3 separate regions of the Mus musculus genome follow, and regions 1 and 2 are each linked to region 3. Evidence: chromatin contacts called from public Hi-C data. All regions are on one chromosome and are shown on one strand. Each heading gives the region's core, a stretch centred on a gene start, on an enhancer-like site or on the middle of the called end of the contact. The rest is flanking DNA. Distances are from core to core; before and after follow the strand shown. Region 1 overlaps 7530428D23Rik (RIKEN cDNA 7530428D23 gene). Region 2 has its middle 25 kb from the start of Gm31693. Region 3 has its middle 160 kb from the start of Gm31466.

Region 1 (4,342 bases), core at 1,570-4,069, 1.1 Mb before region 3:
ACATACACAGAGTAAGCTGTAATCAGGTGGAACCAGGTGCGCTAGGAATGTGGTATCAAGGTGCAAACTGATGATCTCAGAAAAGGAAGAAAGAAAGAAGAGAGAAAGAGAGAAAGAAGGAAAGAAAGAGAGAAAGAGAAAAGAAGGAAGGAAGAAAGAAAGAGAGAGAAAGAAGGAAAGGAAGGAAGGAAGAAAGGAAGAAAGGAAGAAAGAAAGAAAGAAAGAAAGAAAGAAAGAAAGAAAGAAAGGAAGGAAGGAAGGAAGGAAGGAAGGAAGGAAGGAAGAAAGGAAGGAAGGAAGAAAGAAAGGAAGGAAGAAAGAAAGAATGAACAACACAGAAAGGAAGGATGAGTCTATCTGTGTAAATGATTCTAGGCTAAATGACCAACTTTTGGGTTGTAGAGTATTAAAATGTAAGGGTCAAGTTATCCTGGCCTATTTTAGGTCCTTTTGAAAACCATTCCTTATCCACTCCTGTGTCTGATCTAGTGTCATTCTGTCTATTAAAGTCTTGAAAATATATTTGAAAAATGTTAGCAGAAGACTAGCTTCCATAAACTCAGAATCTAAGAATGTCATTAGATAATTCTGAAATATATAGAAGTTTTCTCTGCTTTTTTTGTAACCTGCCTATCAATGCCTTCAATAAATGCCTTCAAATATGACTTTTTTGTTTCCTAACTTAAAAATCCCACGTATCACTATCATAGTGGAGCTTGCCTTTTCAGGACAAACTAAATCCGTATTCCCAGATAATAGTAATTAATATCTAGCTCCATAATAATCATTCATTTCCTTTTAGGTGAGAGTTTTCTTTCTTTCTTTCTTTCTTTCTTTCTTTCTTTCTTTCTTTCTTTCTTTCTTTCTTTCTTTCTTTCTTTCTTTCTTTCTTTCTTCTAATCATGTCTCTAAGGTAGAGGTATCTCTTGTTTTAGTTTTCCCAAGGAGAGAAAATACAAGGGAGAATTATTGGACATACACGTGGTGGTTTCTTTTTAGTTTATGTATTCATTTAAAGACTTATTTTCATTATCTGTTTTACAGTGTATCTGTGTGTTTGCATGTGGGTGGGAGGATATAGGTACTTATAGAGTCCAGAGGTGTCAGATCCTCTGCAGCTGGAGTTATAGGATGTTGTGAGCTGCCTGGCACTGGTACAAGGAACTGAATTCAGGTTCTCTGCAAGAACAGTATGCACTTTTAATTGTTGAGCCATCTTTCCAGTGTCTCTTTTATTGTTAAAGCACTATTTCAATAGTAAGTGGTACACTTTCTTTCTCCTTGATATATACATTGTTCTGATATCTTTTAGAAGTAGTCTCCTATGAAACACTCTCATAGGTCAATAATCTTGTTTTTATTTAACTTATCATTATCCTTTGTATTTAACAAGAACAATTTAAAAAAATTCTTAAATGGACAAATGGATTAAAAGAAAGGCAATGAAAATGGTCAAAGTGATACAATATATTTTTTTAAATCCCTTTCTGATCTCATTCTAACATGGGTCACTAATCAGTTAAATTTGAGGTACATACCATTTAAGACTAATTTATTTCAAAGGACACCAGAGTCCTGACAAAAGATTCACAGTGTCTTAGTTTACTCTGAGGCTTCCTGGAAAAGTGGAGTTCAGGAAGGAGAAAGGCAGCCTAGATATGGGCAGGCCATGGCCTTTCCCTCACCTAGGTCCTGTACAGGTACCTAGCAGCCACTGAGAAAGGAAGACATTCCAAGCAATTCTGGGAAGGCAGATTGATAGTCGTGCTGTTAGCTTCTAAAGAATTCTGTAACTCAGCTAAAGCAAAAAATGGCTGGGCTGCAGGTATTTTTGCTGAGGAAGTGGCACCTGTGGTCAGCAAGTCTGGGCAAAGTTCTGCTAGGTTAGAGGTAAGCCTCATCTGATTTTCAGAGAATCTGGGCAAAATAGAATGCACGTCCCAAAAGAAATGAGGATGGGACAGCCACACTGTTTCCTGAAGGGAAAATGGTGTGTTTGTGGAAGATCCTGTGTGGCATATTTGTGGGCTGGGGGGTGGTGGTGAAGCATGTTGGCACGGAGAGTGGAGACTCTAGGGTGAGTGGAAGCTTGCCAGTCTGCCTCAGCTATGATGCAACATCATCAGCCGTGGCACCACCCTGAAAACCACTGTGTTTGGAGCCAGGGATATACTCAGATGTGCCAGTGCCAATGTATTTTGCATCATAATTAAAGCAACATGGCCACTAATTCTTACCCAGAAATTCTCATCTCCTAGGTCTGCAGACAAATGGCTTTTGCTTTCAGGAGCAGGAAACTTTGAAGAACTTATGCAGTCTCCTTCTTGCCTCGAATAAGGTGGAGCATTACTAATGCTGAACCCACAGAAAAGAGACCTGAGTATAAGTAGACCAAAATCTTCCAGACTTCCTACTTTGGCCAAAATAGCACAGAAAGAAGGCTCTAAGTGCTTGGTTCCTTCTAGCCCCAGGTCTCAGTCATAGTCCTATTATCACCGACAAAATTGATGTGCCATATTTTGTTGAGATTCTTTCCTTTAAGCTAAATATGGTGAAGGCCTTCCTAACCATTGAAACATGGGGGTACAGTACTAACCCCACAGGTCATAATGCAAGGAGTATTAGCAATACCCAGGCTTGGATTCTATGTAAGTTGAGTTCTGGCTAGGGCTGAAAGTGGAAACAATCACTATTGGCTTGCAAAAAATTTACTTGGGTGATAATTTGAAGATGGAGATCTTGGCTATGTATGACAGACCACAATGCCTTTAGCCAAAGAACAAAAGCTCAACCCCAAATCAGAATGTTTGGTCTTTCTTGCCAAACAAATTCATGTTTGGGAACTTCTAGGCAGCTGTCTGGGATTACCTACTGCTTAGTCATAGAGATGAAGTATTAGTGTGATTAAGTAGCTGTGTATTCTTCTGTCAAGTTGGTATTTACATCAGGGGTATCTGAGTCCCTATAAGGACTTTCTGTTGTCTGCAGGTGAGGTAGGAAAGGTGGGGTAAGAGGAGACAGTGAAGCTTCTCCTCTGGTCATAACTCTTGGATATCTGTGTTCTTCCCTCTTCTCAATGTCTAAACTTTCATTCCTTCTTGCCTGGGTGATTTATAATCCTCTGACTTCATCTTTCCTCCTTTGACCCTTGTCCTTATCTGAACTCTGTTCTCGTCTCTCCATGAGCTAGCTTATCTTTCAACTAACTTCCTACTTAAAGTAAAACTCAGGCCATGTCTTTGTCTCAATAACTTCACATTTCATAATCTTATACTGAAGACTAGCCACAGACCCTTCAGGACATTTAAAGCTTGTTTTCTATTTGTGTTTCCCAACTGAAATCTTTATATTTTTCCCCCATATTTTTGAGACTTGTTGTAAGTAGTAGAAACAGTGGTGAGCAAAACAGTCCTGTTTCTTACTGCTTCTGTCAGGTCCATGAGCTCAAACTCCCGGATATTCCCTCTGGGCTTCAGCTACTTGGGCCTCAGCACATACCATCCTATCTTTCTGGGAGACTTTTCCTTCCAGGCTCTGGTTAACATACTTTAGGGCTTAGTTTAAGCACTCACTTTCCATGAAGCTTCTTGTGGTTTATGTTCTGTGCCCCTGATGAGGTCAAGAGATTATTCTTGGTTGATAGGGTGTTCTCTACCTCTCATGGTAGTCACTTCTGAATACACAGACTCAAGTTCTATCTTTTCCTTCTTTTGGGGGAATAGCAATGTACAATGAGCTTAAAGATTCAGCTTTAAAAACTGGTCCTAGTTTCATTTCTGTTGCTGTGATAAAATAAAAGGATTTATTTCAGCTTACAATTTTAGATTAGTGCCTATTATGGTGGAGAAGTCAAGACAGGAGCTTCAAACAAAGAGTCACATCATATCCATAGTCAAGAGTGGAGAGGAATTAATGAATTCATGTTAATCTGCTCACTTGTTTGTGCTCACCTTGATTTCTTTTCTTGTTCTTTTTTCAATTTTTTTATTAGATATTTTCTTCATTTACATTTCAAATGCTATCCCGAAAGTCCCCTATACCCTACCCCTGCCCTGCTCCTCTACCCACCCACTCCCAGTATTTGGCCCTGGCGTTCCCCTGTACTGGGGCATATTAAGTTTGCAAGACCAAGGGTCCTCTATTCTCAATGATGGCCGACTAGGACATCTTCTGCTACATATGCAAGTAGAGACACAAGCTCTCGAGTGTACTGGTTAGTTCATATTATTGTTCCACCTATCGGGTTGCAGACCCCTTCAGCTCCTTGGGTACTTTCTCTAGCTCCTCCATTAGAGGCCCTGTATTCCATCCGGTAGAAGACTATGCGTATCCACGTCTGTAT
Region 2 (4,326 bases), core at 1,667-4,166, 1.1 Mb before region 3:
CTATGTCCAGTCATTCTATGCCTCAGTTTCTTCAATGTGAAGGAGACATAACAATGTGTTTTTATTATTATTATTATTCACCTAAAATCTGTGGCACAATGTGTGGGTACTATTTGTTAGTTTTAGTGACTAAATTTTAGGGTATCCACTAAGTAGGCATGTCTAGGGAGGCTAAATATGCTGTTCTGAGCAGCACAGGCCTATGCTTGTCTAATCCAAAGAGAGAAATGTTGAAACAGCTGGGGAATTCCTTAGAGAGTCTAACATAGCCAGTGTGTGCCAACAAGTCCTCATTTGTGACACTGTAAGTCCTGCCCTACTTTATGCAAGAGCTGTTTCTTTGCTATATGAACTGCTTTGGCTATCCTGGTCATTTGCAAGAAGGACCTCCTCTCCCTCTCCCTCTCTGTACCCCCTCTGTGTATGTGTGTGTGTTTGGTTGTGTGTTTGTACACACGCATGTTTGTGTGTTTGTGTGTGTACACACGTGCAATGCAAACAATAGAACCAAGGCCTTACATGTGTAAGGAAAATTCTTCAAACCCCAAACTCCAAAAATAAAATTCACTCTTGATCTTGTGAGACAGATGGATTCATATTCTATTCAACTGAGCCCCCTTGTGTAAACAATCCTATCTGCTGCCATGCTCACCACTGCTCTGTAATGTGCGCTCCCAAATCTCTAGGAAGACAAAATTTTGCCGCATCATCCCTTTCTTTCTTTATGCCAAGCCTGGGATTTGGGGGCTCTCATGCTTGACACATGAGGAAGCCTTGATCATGGAGCCTTGCTGCCTTTGCTCCGAGTCAGCATCCAGAGCAGCCAAGTGATGTGAGGGCGACATCCCACGTGGGTGCAGAGAGTGCTTGCTTTCTTCTCTTGGCTCCCCTGCTTTCCCTCTAATCAAAATAAACAACACTAAGCAACAAACAGGAAAACCAATGTTTATCCTCCTCCCCAGCAAAGATGTCAGGGCACTGCTTTTATTTTCACATACGGTGTACTTCCCAGTCCTGAGGTCTAGAACACGCATGCTTCTCTGCATGGCTTTCAGTGCAGTAGTGCATTGTGGACACTGTAGCTGCCTGTGTCATTCATTCGTCTTATGCTTACAGGGCCCTCCAGGCGCACCCCATTGCACAGCTGCAGTTAACACAGCCTACATTCTTTCTCTTGAACACTTTGCTCTGCACATTTGTGAACTGGGTGATATTTCTAAGACAAATGTCACTTAATGTCATGTTCCTTTCTCTTAAGGACAAAGATCATCTTGAATTAGAAGAAATGATGCTACTATGGTGTTGGTTTATTGAAAGCCTATTAATTGGATTATCACTGAGACTGTTAGCAAGTAGATCTCTGTAGATCACAGTTGTGGCTTTACTAGAGTCTCAGAACATTACACTCTGTCTCTCCAGAGAGGTAGGCGTCTCTTGTCTGCAGCAATTGTTTTCCATGGAGTTCTATCCATTGATGTCCCGGGTCTGCATTTGCCAGTTTCAGGCCAGAGAGTCTGAGCTGCAGCTTTTTAATTTGCACAACAAGGGAGAGCAGAGTTAGTGGTGAAATGAGTAGTCACCGCAGAAACAATAAGTGAGAATCTTGGGATTCTAGTGGTAAATTATGCAAACTTTACCAGAAAGAGCAAGGCACTGACAAAGAGTAGAATTGTTCCAGGTCCTGCTTCTTCTATTTGTTTCTCTGTGGGTGTCCCTGGTTGGGAAGTCTCTGTGGGAACTAGTACAGGATCAGCGAGACTAAAAGCATGTGTGAGAAGGAGTTGGAGTGAAGGGTGGAATAAGACTAGATCTAATGTTCTAAGTATTTCTCTCTCTAAATAAGACAGTGGCTTTATAGAAAAATCAACTTTAATATTGAGCATGTGTGGTACTATTGTCATATTGGTTTATTGAAAGCTTAATAACTGGATGATCTGTAGTGCTCAGACTGGTGCACTACTTTAGCATCCTGTTGGATCTTTCACAGCCAGAGGGCATTGCAAATAATGCCTCCCGTGAACCCAAATGAAACAGTTGGTAGTGAATTCCCCTTTGGTACTTTAAACACTCAAGGAGGGACAAGAAGCTTGGCCCACACAAGTTAGGGCTAAATTGGAATATGGTCTCTTTTGTATTGTACTTTTTAGAATTTAATGATAACATAATCATTGGCCAAAGATTTTATAGAACCACAAGTTCATAGGATTGATTTGATCTCATCATGTGAAATTCTGCTTCATTCATATCCAAGCTCAAATTTGGATCTTTGCCTCTCTGTCTCATAGGGCCTCAGCCTGGCTCCAGTCTGTCTTTTTTTTTTTTTTTTTTTTCAGTTCTGGCCTGGAACCTACTATGGTCCTTACAAACGAGAGAGCCAGATGGACGGGGAAGAAGATAGCACTAACTCTTCTCATTTGTCCTCACAGCATCCACTTTAGGTAGGGGAGGGCAGGAATTAAAAGTGGCTTTATATACAGACAGTGCTCAGTATGGAATCCAGTGTCCAGACGGTGGCTAAGCATGAGATCTCAGGGTTTCTCCTCCTCAGGCTGTGACCTGCAGAAAAAGCTGTGGTTGTAATAGTTTCTTTAATTAGTAGACCACATCCCAGGAAAATAGAAAATGTATCTGTTTCCATAGTTTGTCAAACCTGATTTTATTTAAGTCTGTTGTGTTTGGGTTAAACTCATCTGGAAAAGTACCCAAGTGGCCAAGCCAGGGCCCACTGTTTTCCTTTGGTCCTAACAAAATAGAATGGCAAATTGGGATTGTGACTCCTACATCATGGCAAGGCTTCAGGCCATCCCTATAGCTGCCTCATGGCTAACCTCCAGATGCTCCAGACTGGTCCTCAGCAGGGAATCTGTAGGCAGCAGGCTGGGGAGGGAGAGTTCCAACAGGAACATCAGGGAACTTGGCCATCAATTCAGATTCTGTCACTAATCACACAGCAGCTTACCCATTCTATAGAGACTCCTGGGGTATGAAGGCAGGATTCCCTTTCAGAACTGCAGCTGTGAGATAAAGGAGCCGGTGCCAAACTTTCAGGATCTCCATGTCACATGTCTATTACATGTTCTTAGATGTTTGTAGAATTCTTCTTCCCAAATGTTATTGCCTCTGGCCAGAAACCTCTCAGATGGAACGTTTATGGCAAAGAATTGTAATAGACAGAAACACACTCAGGGCAGGAGCTGTGAGACCTGGTTCCTTTTGATGTATCTTATATTTATGCTGTTGTCAAGCCATTCATCCAGCAGGCTGACAGTTGTGCCCTGTTTTTCTCTTTCTTTTTCAAATTTTATGTGAAGGTATTTGTTGTATCTGCACATATGTGGACCTATGAGCACATGGAGGCCAGAGGAGGATGTCCAGTGGCCCACTTTATTGCCTTCTGCCATATTGTCTTGAGATGGGGGTCTCTCACTGAACCTGGAGTTAGGCTGAAGTTAGGTTTGCAAGCTCCAACAATCCTCTTGTGTCTGTACTGTGTCACAGCTGAGGTACCAGACCATGCTTCATACAGGTTCATATATGAAGGTCTGAACTCAGGTCCTCAGGCTTGGGCGGCAAGAACCATTCTAAGAAGTATTTCTCTGGCCTCCTGGTTTTCTTTCAGAAAATGTTATTCTTAATTAAAGACATTGGTCCTCGTATCAAGGGACTTAAAGTCTAACTAGACAAGAAAAAGCCCATGATTATGCTTTAGTCACGTAAATTAATGCTGCAACATGGCTCTTTGATGGTCTAAGGTTGATCTGAATTAAGTGAGGCTTTCCTTTCTGTTCCATGGTTTCTTTTCATCTTGTAGAATGTTCCTGTTTGGCTTCTGGGTCCCAGCTTTTGTTGCCTGTAGATGTTCAGAGCTGGATGCTTGAGTTCATTGCTCTTTCTATTTACAAATAAGGACTTCTCATCTTGAGACATCACTCACTGCATCTGCTGGGCAGTCAGATACAACCTCTGCCAAGTGCAGCCCAAGGTCACCCCTCCTGCCTCACAAGTCAGAAGACTGAAGAAGGAAGCTGTAAAATAGGGTATTTCTTCAGAGCACCTGTGTCTTCAAAAGGGAAAAATAGTATTATTTTGTTTCTATTAATAGATGGTAGTGAATTTTCTGTAGAACACCAGAAGTTATAATAATTGAAACAATGTATTTTGGTGTTTGCTGTGTGTTCTTGTGTGTCTGTTTGGGTATATAGATGAATGTGTCCACATGCAAGAGTCTAAAGTACTCCTCTATGACCATATTCCCCTGAGAAGAAATCTCTCTCTAAGCTTACTGTTTTTCAGCTAGGCTGGTTGCCAGCAAGCCCTAAGGATCTT
Region 3 (3,882 bases), core at 1,350-3,849:
GTCTCCTTCTGCTGCCCGAGGATCAAGATGTAGAGCTCCCAGCTCCTTCTTCAACAACATGTCTACATGTATGCTGCCATGCTTCCTTCCATGATGGTGATAGACTAAACTTATGATAGACTAAACTTATGAAACTATAACCCAGCCCCAATTACATAGTTTTCATTATAAGAATTGATTAAATAAATAAATAAGGCCTGAAAGACTACAAATAAAATCATTCATATCCCATTCCTTTCTTGTCTGAAACAGCAATCTTATTTCACAGTTAAAATTTAAATGCCTCTGATGGATAAGAGAGTATGACCATGCTCTGAGTATATGGGCAACATAATCACGTTTTTCTGTGAGGTACTAGGGTAAGAGGGTAGACCTTGAATGAAAGGGAAACAAGTGTAATCAGGGTACATTGCATGAAATCCCCAAATAATTAATAAAAATATCATTTTGGGGGAAAGAATTGTTTATCTGACTTCTAGTGTGGTGGTTGCTCTTACTGTTGTCCCTAGGGCATCCTATGGATAACTAATATTATATAGTTCACTTATCACTAAGTATCTATGTTTCCCATGACTTATGTTTCACAGTCCTGAAGTATGACATGCTCTGCAATGGATACAATATCAGTGGAATAGACATTTACATCTACATTCTGATCTAGGATCCAACCCTATCTAGAATTTCAATGTTTGTTAAATAAGTTTAAAAAGTCTATTGAAAATCCCATTCATTTGAGAAGGGTTTCCTCCAATCCCAGAGAATGAGTTAGCATGCCAAAGCAGATCAATTAGCTAGTGCTTTACCTTGAAATGTCCCCACTACCCTGAGTTATTTCAAAGACAACTGAAACATCAGTTATTTTGGACTTAGTGTGTCCACAGCTCTTTAAAACACCAAATCATCTATCATCCTTCAAGTCCCTGTATGATAAGTAAGGATTACCTTTCATCCTTTACAGATGGAATATTTGAAATGTAAAATAGCATATCCAAGGCTAGACAGGAACTCAGCACCATGATTAAATAAAAACTCTTGAGTTTTCAACAGCCATGCCTTGGCAGAGGGGTTTATCACATTGCCATTTTATAGAGAGAGCACAGAAACCCAGGAGGGGAATCCTTAAGAATAAACTAAGAATTTTAAAGCAACTTGAAAGTCTATTTAATGCAGGCTGAAGTTCATAGGAAATCAGCTGAATTCTCGCCACTCCTACCTGTAAGTAGCTAGCTGCAGACCAGCAATTTAGGTGACTTTGAATGACCTAAACAGATTGAGTGCTGACAGGAGTGGGCAAGACAAAAGGAAGTGGCAGGGGAGTTTTACATGCTGTCATCTGTGCCTCTAAAGAACACTCAGTCGTATTAGTGTAAGCAATATGTTTACTTATGTTGGACTGCTCTCTGCACTCTACACTGAGGATAGAATGTTGTGAACCACAGCAGAAATTTATAACTTACTTAAAGAAGTTGTCCATTCAGGTAGGTCTTTCTTGTTCACAACTGTCTGACTTGGGCACTGTCAGATCCTATGGTCCTGTGAATAAGCAGTTTGTTCTCTAAACCACTGAGCCATATCTCAAGCCACTGCCCCCACTCGCCAGATGGTTTAATGGACACGACATTGTGAACACATTCTTGCAGGAGAATCTCCCTCACCTTGTGAGGGAAGCAAAGTGGTTGGAGATTGTCATCTCTCTTTTCTTGGTGATGAAACAGAAGCTCACTGGCTTCTGTGGGTTTTCTAGAGTGCACAGTTGAGGGTAGTTGAAGCTAGATTGACTGCAAGACCCCCAGTAACAAGTATATCTTGTCTATATATGTAGCCGGCTTTATACAATTCACTAATTGTCCTGTCCTTGTCTCTGAGTTACAGAAAATTCGAATCAATCAAATGATGGGGAGATCTAGCCATCACTTGGCATTATTTCAGGACCGTTTTCAATCATCACAGTCATAACTACAGCCCAACTGAGAACCAACTGGAGTCTAAGAGCAGATTGTCTCATCGTTTCTAGATTTTTGTAGAAGCTACAACAATCATGCCATCTTAGCAGTGATTAGGTCATCAGAGTTAATAAGGGTTTAGGAATAGTCACTTTGACATATTCATTCTAGTACACTGTGCCAGGAAAAAGGAGTTTTATGATGTAATAGGAAATACAGGAGAAAGAGTAATAAGTACAGCATGACTTATTGCCAAGATGCTAATAAGTGACAATTCTATAGGTACCCTGATAATATGTTATGAAATTATCTATAGTCAAACCACAGGTTATTAAGAGAAAAATCAAGAAAGAAAATAAAGCCAGTTTTGTAGGCAATGATTTTTATTATGTATAATGCTGGCAGGAAAAAAAAAAGTAATAGAAAATGCTGTAAGCAGCAGTTGTGAGAAAGAGCTGAAAAATTGTAAAGGACTTTGATCTCCTTCTGAGTTGCCCATCAAAGAAGGAAAGATCTGCCATGACCCTGTCATTCCAGGCAGATGACTGACTTATAGCTCAGGTGTGGTTTGCATGCTGAGAGCGGCTAGGGCTACAAGCAGCTTGCCAGGCTCTATATATAGGGATGACCTCACCTCTCCTGAAACATAGCAGCTGTTCACCATTTGTGCCATTTGCTGCAAAGGCTTAGTCCATAGCTAATTGAGCACTTCAGTCCTGCAGAGATAGGGGCCTGGGAAATATTTACATGAGATAGATACCTTTATCCAGATGGAAGCTGGCTAGGACAAGATAAGAATATTTATCTCAGAGGACTGTCAGTGCATCTTGACAGGAGTTAGGGGCTGCCTGGGGAGGGGGAAGGAGAGAGATGCCTGCTGCTCATTCAAGAGAAGAGGGAGAACAAGAAACATCAAAATTGTACTGCTGCTGCCTTCTCTCCAAGCAAACTAAACAGAGCCCTCCCTCTGTGAAAACAGTCTGTATTGTTATGATGTCAACTCATCAGGAAGGCTTTTAGAATTTCCCTAGCAAGATAACCACCTCCTTAACTTCTGGATTTCCTGGCCTAGAATTGATTGACAGTTATAGGATCACCAGCAATTCCATAACATTTCTTTTCCCAGGATCTAATAATCTTGCTGGAGGAAACAAGCATCTATAATATCTGGTTGGCCCGGAAGCACTTATCCTAGTTTGATTATTAATGATTTCTGTCAATAGGAAAACCCCCACTGTTCATGGGGTCTCGTTCTTCCCATCTGTAAATTTCAGATATTATCAGATTTAACTTCGGGTTTGCTTCCAGCTTTGAGGGAAAATCCATGAGTTTCATGAAAGTCACTCCCTTCTCAGAGCTTACAAGACATAAAATGCAATGGTCCAAAATAGTAAAAAGATCATTCTGATGTGATTAGTTTGGATGAATATAACATATCCTTGTTATTTTCAGTTTTGAAAATGAGCAGAAACACAGAAAATATGTGGATTGTCCACTTGAAACAAATTAGCAGACTAGTTTAAAGTAAGAGACTATATATAGTGTCACTTATGAATAGATCCGAATATGATCCAGTTACTCTTCTGATTGTGTCCTTCATTTGAGCTCAGAAAAGACATGTCAAGATGAGGAAGTATAAGTGTTGGGCCAGGAATGTATTTGGATTTAAAAATTTAGAATCAAATGTATATATAATATTTGTCCTTCAGGGTCACAGCTTCAATATGAGTAACCAATGCTGACTACACAAGACAGTGAAATCCTCATCAGGCCATTCAATTACTGTCTAGGAAAAAGGAGCAAAGTCAGGAAAGGCTCTGCAGTAACAGTTTTGAGATATTTAGGTTAAAAAACTAGGGGATGGGGCTAAAAACTAGAGTGGAGAAGAGTATAAAGAACATCCTCGGAAGGTTCGGGAAACAGGAAATGGGATGTGAGA

The links. Hi-C and Micro-C count contacts between places; a contact is called where the count stands out from the background.
Region 1: a contact with region 3 is called in a Hi-C map of myocytes, with 3 times the contacts expected there. The contact joins two enhancer-like sites. A contact is called at or near these places in 2 of 484 Hi-C or Micro-C datasets (the N1E-115 cell line and myocytes).
Region 2: a contact with region 3 is called in a Hi-C map of cerebellar granule neurons, with 4 times the contacts expected there. The contact joins two enhancer-like sites. A contact is called at or near these places in 1 of 15 datasets of contacts at CTCF or cohesin (pro-B cells), 4 of 484 Hi-C or Micro-C datasets (bone marrow-derived macrophages, cerebellar granule neurons and cerebellum), 1 of 115 datasets of contacts at active chromatin or transcription factors (embryonic stem cells) and 1 of 9 other capture datasets (embryonic stem cells).

The regions. Positions count from the first base shown.
Region 1 is chr3:21,759,873-21,764,214 of GRCm38.p6, reverse strand. The region is part of intron 1 of 7530428D23Rik (RIKEN cDNA 7530428D23 gene); the gene reads left to right. Among named protein-coding and RNA genes, the nearest start is that of 7530428D23Rik, 39 kb to the left of the region's middle. Within about 2 kb of position 2,819, at least 47 of the 459 cell types and tissues checked have an H3K27ac peak or open chromatin away from gene starts, as enhancers often do. A contact at or near this core is called in myocytes, where this site is marked.
Region 2 is chr3:21,725,466-21,729,791 of GRCm38.p6, reverse strand. No RefSeq gene overlaps it. Among named protein-coding and RNA genes, the nearest start is that of Gm31693, 25 kb to the right of the region's middle. Within about 2 kb of position 2,916, at least 7 of the 459 cell types and tissues checked have an H3K27ac peak or open chromatin away from gene starts, as enhancers often do. A contact at or near this core is called in cerebellar granule neurons and cerebellum, where this site is marked.
Region 3 is chr3:20,660,783-20,664,664 of GRCm38.p6, reverse strand. No RefSeq gene overlaps it. Among named protein-coding and RNA genes, the nearest start is that of Gm31466, 160 kb to the right of the region's middle. Within about 2 kb of position 2,599, at least 34 of the 459 cell types and tissues checked have an H3K27ac peak or open chromatin away from gene starts, as enhancers often do. A contact at or near this core is called in cerebellar granule neurons, cerebellum and myocytes, where this site is marked.